Regions from separate parts of the Oryzias latipes genome. Here region 2 is linked to region 1. Evidence: chromatin contacts called from public Hi-C data. All regions are on one chromosome and are shown on one strand. The core of a region is the stretch at or near the end of the contact, and the rest is flanking DNA. Distances in the headings are between cores, read along the strand shown.

Region 1 (4,010 bases), core at 472-2,971:
TAAAAATTATTATTGCTTTAAACTCAACTTACTTTTTAGGAACAACAAGTTTAAACTTCACAAAACGAGTGATCACTTTGATCTGCAAGAGGTCTTGAGAGCTGAAATGATACTACTATGAAACTTTCTAAAAAGACTTAGTGATTTATGTAGCATGAACTGCAATTTCATGAAAGGCTTGAGACAAAATAATGGCCAAATTTAAGTGTAAGTGTGGTCCAAGTCCAGTTCTCTGGTTTATAACCACACAGGTTCAACAACTCTTTGAGCCACTGGCCAGAACTCAGTCAGTTATCAAGTCTCTTTTTCTGTAGGTTGGCCTTTGGCATTGTACAGACCAGTTTTTTCCCTTTCTTTCCTTTTTTTTTGTTGAATAAACAAAGTTACTGTTGTTGACATACAATGACCAATTGTTTATTCACCCACTGTACAACATAGAACAGAACAAGTTCACCCACCACTGTGCACAATTACAGATTGTGTTCATTGAGAGCAGGATTTTTATTTAATACAAAAAACTATTCAGCTTTATGTAAATTATTTGAACTTTGTGCAATTATTACTGTCATAACCTTTACAATTCTATTAAATATCTGATTATGGCACATTCCTCCTAAATTAAGAGCAAGTTTACCTGTTTAGGCTACTCTAAGGCAGGCAAGAACACATAAACAACCCTTAGAGTCCAGCTGGGAGTCCTGACTGCAGTTTGGGGTGTCATATCTGCCCTAAAATGCTTAAAAAACCATCCTAACATCATATCAGTTCTTCTATTCATATATCTACATTCTTCTTTGATCTATTTGATGACGTTTAAGTTTTTAATTAAATGCAAGCCCCTGCATTTACCGGGTTTGGGACCAGCTCAAGCAGGACTCTGATTTGTGCCAATTTCAGTCTGCATTTGTGACATTATGGTTTCCCATTTCATTTATAGTTTTATGTGTATTTGTTCTTCTGTCCATCCTGAATTATGTTGTATTTATTTTGTTTACTTCGTTTGTTTTTATTATTTAAATTTCTTTAACTTCGGATTTTTGCAGGCTATGACAATTGTTTTTTGGGAGGGGGGCATTTTAAATAGGGATTGCCCCCCTTACTCATGCCTATATCCGGCCTTGACGGTCATACCTCTTGCTCTTCGCTCTGATTCACAGTCAAGTGGTTAGTTATCACGTGACTATCTATTTACCATCTGTCGGTGTGACTTGCGAAGCGGATGCCTTGACATACAAAAAAAAATCACATAAAATAATAATAATGTATAAGTTTAAAGTTCAAGGAATGGAAACACCTGAAGCTGTAATTTATTAGCCTGTCATCCACCTCCACCCATATCAAGCCGTCATCCAGCAGCTGATCGTGTTTCCTTACCTGTAGATGCTCACATCCAAAGAAGTGCCAACAACATACAGGACATGCTGCGGCTTGTTGATATCCAGACGACATGTCCGATGATGTTCTGTCCCTGCTGGACTATCTTTGACTGAGGGAGCGGGTGGTGCGGCTTCAACCTGTTCGAACATGGTGCAGTTCTCGGAGTCTTGGACACAGACAATGAGGTGAAGCGGTTCTTGGAAATAGTTTTATACTTTTCATTTGAGAGAAGGAGGAGCCACGCTACTTTGGATGAGCGAATCTACATTCTCGTGGTGGGCGGACACAGAGAAACCCTACAGGTAAGAGAACCCGCCTATATTATTGACACCAACCGTTCTTGACCAGGGCGGTATTTAAAAAAAAAAAAAAAAAAAAAAAAAGCTTATGTGAGTTGCCACGGCAAGTTTGAGGCTAAGGAAGAGTATAACATCAGCTTTTTGGTTACAAAAAACAATGTTTCAGGGTATGCTTGGTTCCCATAGCAACTCATGCTCTGAACATTACCAGGAGGGTATTCCAGGAAGCATGTTTAAACTACCCTGACTTTAACCCTGAACTCTGGCTGAAATCCGCCTGAACTTGCTTACTCTATGTCGGTATGTCGGTTCCAAAAGACCGGATATGAGTTGGCGTAATTACGCTTGACTTGGTAACCCTGGGTTAATGCACGTGCACAGCAAGTACATAAAAGGTATTCTCAATGGCTCGCCAATTTCCGGAGGAGTCACCATGGAAACGCGTGGAGAAAAAAGAGCGTTATACTCCAGTGAGAGGAGTCTGAGATTTTACTGACGGCGGATGGAGATTATACGTCCATCAAAAAAAGTGATACCCTGCATCATCAAAAAAAAAGAGTTTCTGCTTGGAGAAAAGAACGACAAAGTAAACGCAAGAGTTTCTGATCTTATTTTCATTGTGACGCATATTTATATAACTTATCCAACTTAAATTAATTCAATTGGTAACAAGTAATTGAGTTAAATTCATTCAACCAAATTTCTTACGTCTATCCAACTCAATATTTTTTTTACAACTCAGATTTAAATATTTATCTAACTAAATGCGTAATATTACTCCAATTGAATTATAATTTTTCCATCTTAATTTATTGTAATTCTTGAACTCTCATGTCTAAATTTGAGCCTGCAGATAGACTCATTTTTATAACAATAAAATGAATGAATCTAAACAAAGTTGAGTCATCAAACCATTTACCATAGCTCTGAATTTATCACAATATCCATAGAAAGTAGGGCTACTAAATAAACTGATCATCCTCTTCCTCCCTCTCACTCATGGTGCAGAAAGAAGTAAATATAACAGTACAAATAACTCACACAGTAAAACAGCTAAACTAAACACAAATGGTCAAAAAGCCACACTTGGACCCAAATCTGCCCAGACAGGTAAAGGGAATGGTATTCCACAATTCCTTGCGGTGATGATCTAACACCAGCACCAAAGTTACACTTACTTAATTGAATTAATTTGAATGAAAATAAAATAACAGTCTAATAACTACGTGTTATTTTTAAGCTGACTTAACTAAAAAAAAAAAAAAAAGATTTATCTTAACTGAAGCAAACAATTAAGATAGATCAATGTAAAAGGTTTATCTTTAAACATCCATATGCGGTTTTCACACTCTCACAGTTGGGAAAAGTATTATCTGAGCTTCTTCATCCACTAAATTATCTTCAAATGGACACACCATGCTGCTTCACCTCTCTGAAAACTAACTAACCTTCAACTAAACCTGCTCCAGACCAGGTTATGTTCAGAGCATGAGTTGCTATGGCAACTTGACATACCTTGAAACATACCTCCATTTCTGGAACCGAAAGCTGAGGTTATCCACTTCCTTAGCCTCAAATTTACCGTGGGAGCTAGCATAACCTGCTTTCTGGAATACCCCCCAGTTTTCTTAATCTAGAGCTTTTTTGTTGGTTGTAGGCAAAAAATAAAAATGTAACAGGCCTACAGTAGTTAAGCAATAGAATAAAGAAAAGAAAAACTCTTTATATTAAAAAAGTTAAAATTTTAGTTAATGAATAGTTATTATTATTTTTTAAATCTTCACAATGTCTGAGTTTTGAAAGAAAAAAGTTAATGGTTTTTTCATTTTTAGTGACACATGTTGACTTTATTTCAGCTTTTTTATTTTAAGAATCACACCACTTCACATGTAACTGATTTCAAAATGTATACTTAATGTATCATTACACATATCATTACGATGTGAGGCCTAGTTTTATTTGCTCTGTGCTTGTGCTGTATTGTGCTTTTCTTATTTATTTATTTTTGAAACTTTTCTTGAGTTTTTGCACACATTTTTTGGTTGATTTTCGAAGTACACTGTGTATCTTTTACTAACGGTGAACACACAGAGACGTTTTATGGATTATGGGTTTAAATCATGACTGTTACTTTTTTAAATGACTTCTTTTAGTTGTGCCAAACTTTTCGGTTTCTAATAAGCCGAGCAATCTTTAAAACATGTTTGATAACGGACCAATCAGATTCGTGAAAATGTTTGACAAGTTTCGTGTTGGACCAATAGCAAAGCTGTAAACACGCTTGAATGGGGCGGGATCTTAGATATCCTATGTCGTCAACGTAGTACGGAGCTT
Region 2 (4,010 bases), core at 909-3,408, 140 kb after region 1:
TAGATGGAAGTAAGCTGATCTGGTGACGCTGTTTATGTGAGAAGTGAAAGAGAGACTACTGTCGAGGATGACACCCAAACTCTTTACCTGAGGGGAGGGAGAGATGGTGGAGCCGTCAATGGAAAGAGAGAAATGGTTGGTCTTGCTCAGGGTGGATTTGGTGCCAATCAGAAGAAGTTCAGTTTTATTGCTATTGAGTTTTAAAAAGTTTGAGGTGAACCAGGATTTGACTTCATTGATGCAGTCAACCAGTGCTAATGGAGGCAGTGTGGAGTTGGGTTGGCTGGAAAGATAGAGCTGGGTGTCATCCGCATAGCAATGGAAATGGATGTGGTGTTTTTGGAAAATTACCTGCCCAGGATGTCCCCTGTCTTCTCCCACAAGTAGGTTCCAGCAGAGCCCAGTGACCCAGAAAGGGACAAAATGGGTTTAAAGGATGAATGAATGAATGAATGAATGAATGAATGAATGAATGAACATATAAAAAATGTAATTTATGAAAGGAGGTTTGACTGATATTCGCCGTATCTTTAAGCTTTTGAGTCAAACAAGAAAAGAAAGGAAAAAAAAACATCAAGGAGCGTCAATGTAACTGTTGGGTCTATAATAAAATTGTCTGGTATTATGCAGGGTAACCCTAGGAGTTGGTCATCCTTTGAATCCATATTCCACAGCTGCTTCACACTGAAGTCACCATTACCCTTTAACTGTTCCATACTGGAGCTTTAAAAAGTTGACGTTTCTGAACTTTTTTTGCCTGAATCATTGATTAAATTAGGCAGAAATCAAAAATAAAAAAAACTATTAAAGCAAATTACTTTTAGTCAAAGGTGATGTCCCTCTCTTGCTCTACAGTTTTTTTAATGGTGGTAAGGGAATAAATTAGTCCCTTAAGCTACAATTTTGCCTTTTTATCTTTCTATCTCAACTCATTTCTTGTCAGGGTTGCACAAAAAGGTCTCAGTTGATGAGTTTATCAAGTTAAAATATGGATCACGCCTATTAACTTTAATTTACTAATTAATATGTTGATTCACATCTCACAATGCGTGTAATTAAAGTTAAGCACAGGGGTGGATGGATTTTGCAGTCTTTAAAAGAGATATATAGGTTTATCTGTAATGCTACATTTAAATGTGGTGGACTTTCTAAATGGGAATTTTAGTCAGAAAGCCTGTCATGCTCTCATAAATCTGCAATACTTCTTTTTTTCTTAGGCAAAGGAGCTTCCCCAGGTTTCACTGCAGACCCCAGCCAGCTGAAGGGAGAGTTGTACCACACATCTCTGAAGAAAAGCTCACAGGGTTTTGGATTCACCATCATTGGAGGGGATCGAACAGATGAGTTTCTGCAGGTGAAGAATGTGCTCAGCGATGGCCCTGCTGCTCAGGACAACAAGATGGCATCCGGTGAGAAATGAGATGTTTATGTGCTAAAAAAAAATTAACATTTGAGAAATAAGCCAAAACAGGAATGTTCTGCAGAGACACTTGGAGGTGCTAAATTTACCTTAATGGTTCTCATTTAACCTGACAGTATCCCAGGGGTTCAATAAGATAGTAAAATGAACTCTAGCACAGTTGTATATAAGCAAGCAGTCTGATCACTGTGGGAGTCGTGCCTTAAGCTGTGTGTGTGTTGAACTGTGTGTTTGGGTGTGATCGTTTCGAGAGTATAATGTGACAGGGATCTACAATTGTCTCTGCTCTGCAGTTGTTGTGGGAGTACTGCTCAGGACTGCACAGCAAAGTAAAGATTGAAAGGGGGAGAATGAAGCAGGAATGAATGAGATAAAGGGAAATAAAAGCAATAAAGAGGGCTGCCAAAGTGGAAATACAGCAGCTGCAAAGGGGAAAGGGACATTTCACAGGAGTGATGTCTGACAAAGGAAGCACAGCTTTGCAAGAAAATGTAGAAGAAGTTATGTCTAGATTAAAAATTGGAGCAAGTATTCCCTTTTGTCACTCAGTTTTTCATTTCCTTTTGTGTCAGGTGATGTGATCGTTGAAATTAACAGGATGTGCGTGCTTGGAAGGACACATCCAGAGGTGGTAAAGATGTTCCAGTCTGTTCCCATCAACCATTATGTAGACATGGTTCTTTGCCGCGGCTACCCCCTTCCTCCTGATGTCGATCTAAACAGTGATGACCCGCTACCCCCTCCTCCCCCTCCTCCCGGAGCTCAAACCCAGCAGGGTTTGCATGGGGGAGAGGTGGTGACAGCTGTGCCCCTCATCAACGGACAACCACTGCTTGTAAAAGGGGATGTTCTCCACGGATCCTCACAAGATCTCCACTACGTAACCACTGATGCCAGCGGCCGCCCTGTTGTGGCCACAGTGCCAAATGGTAGGCAGCCTGATAGGGAGGTGGCCACTACAATGCTTCAGCCAGAACTGGTAAGCGTGCCGCTGGTCAAGGGACCAGGAGGATTTGGGTTTGCCATAGCGGACTGTCCACTTGGCCAGAAGGTGAAGATGATCCTGGATGCACAGTGGTGCCGTGGTCTACAGAAAGGAGATGTAATCAAGGAGATTGACAGACAAAACGTCCAAACACTTAGTCATGCACAAGTGGTAGATATCCTCAAAGACTTCCCGGTGGGCAGCGAGGTCAACGTACTGGTGCTGAGAGGAGGTAAAAGGCTGAATCGACTAATATTTTCTCTGTCTCACTCTTTGTTCTGTGTTTGCATCCGTCTGTTCTTCTGCTCCCTGCTTCTCTCCTGCCTGTCTTGTTGTTTTTCCTCTCATTGTATCCATGTGTTATTCTCATTCATTTCTACCCTCATGTGCATTACATAATGTACTGTTACTGTTGATGCAACTTCTGCAGTGCCCGTTGGAATTCAGATCATAGTGCTGAAACTGACAGGAGGTGAGATGGTGCTGTGGTTGGTTTGGGGGGCACTGAGTGAAAACACATGATTTCGTTTTAAGGGCTGGGTGATGCCACTTTATGCAGCCTGCATAAAAAAATCACTGCTGCCTTTTTTATCCACTTGATAGATCCAAGAGCACTTTTCTAGCTGCTGCAGATGATGATCTGACTGGGTCCTTCAGTGCTATATTTCTTCCCGTCATATGCAGCTTCTTTACATATGCAAACTGCACACCCCAAGCATTTTTCAAGCAGTCCTCTTGTGTGCATCCAGTCAAAATGCCCGTGTTTATGACAACTCCCAGTGAGGCGTAATGCACTCTGTTACAAGTCTGAAAGCAGGAATTACATAAGTGCGAGGATGTGCTTGATTTCAAGCAGCAGCGGGAGGAGGGAAGGCACCCTTCAAATGTCTCCTGCTTACATCTCCTGCTGCCCCAGGGGGCTCACTGCGCAACTCAATGAACTCCGGATTGGCTTTGATCATCAGCAAAGCGCAAGGGAATTCTGCATGCCTCTATAGCCGTGGCCTTACTAACGTCCATGGCTAAACGCCTATAGAGGGACTGTCCTCCAGGGCCTCCTCCCATAACCACGCCTTAACCTCCTTCTATCATCTCTGAAACGCCCACACTACTCACACTCAGGGCTGCAACCTCACCCCCATGTGATCCTCGACTGACGCACTGCATGACTCCATCTATGAAGGATATGTGCTAAGCTTCATGCAGTCTTTATAACCAAAGAGCTAATGCCAGCTTAAACCCTCATTAGACAATGGCCTTTGGCATGGAAGAGGCTTCCTGTCGGTATGTGTTTGCGAGAATCATGAGCATTGTTGTGGTTAAGAAGAAGACAGGTGTGATTTAGTTTAAGAATACACCAAGATTTTCATAGCTTGGCAAATAAATATGCAGTACTTTATTCTTTTTGCAGTACATCAGGCTCCATTTACCTCACATTGGGTCTCATTGGGCCAAGCATTAGCCCAAGCCCTGAGGGATGCAGACTCCGAAGGACTATTTGTTAATTTGATTAATGGGGGGAGTTGAGGAGGAGTGACGGTGGGTGAAGGACTATCTGAGTAATTCAAATGAAACATGCGAAACATGTGGGTGGACCGGACAATT

What was found. Hi-C and Micro-C count contacts between places; a contact is called where the count stands out from the background.
Region 2: a Hi-C map of fibroblasts shows a contact between it and region 1, with 2.8 times the contacts expected there. The contact joins the enhancer-like site here to the promoter of LOC101159579 in region 1.

What each region holds. Positions count from the first base shown.
Region 1 is chr5:15,019,383-15,023,392 of ASM223467v1, forward strand. It overlaps LOC101159579 (protein-arginine deiminase type-2), which reads right to left and starts at 1,722. Exons shown (of 16, transcript XM_004068834.4): 1 at 1,375-1,722. The coding sequence starts at 1,526. lrig2 (leucine-rich repeats and immunoglobulin-like domains protein 2) reads left to right here and starts at 3,970. Exons shown (of 18, transcript XM_011475037.3): 1 at 3,970-4,010.
Region 2 is chr5:15,155,598-15,159,607 of ASM223467v1, forward strand. It overlaps LOC101160155 (membrane-associated guanylate kinase, WW and PDZ domain-containing protein 3), which reads left to right. Exons shown (of 20, transcript XM_020703262.2): 9 at 1,218-1,409; 10 at 1,993-2,637. Among protein-coding and RNA genes, the nearest start is that of LOC105354097, 17 kb to the right of the region's middle. Within about 2 kb of position 2,159, at least 2 of the 8 cell types and tissues checked have an H3K27ac peak or open chromatin away from gene starts, as enhancers often do.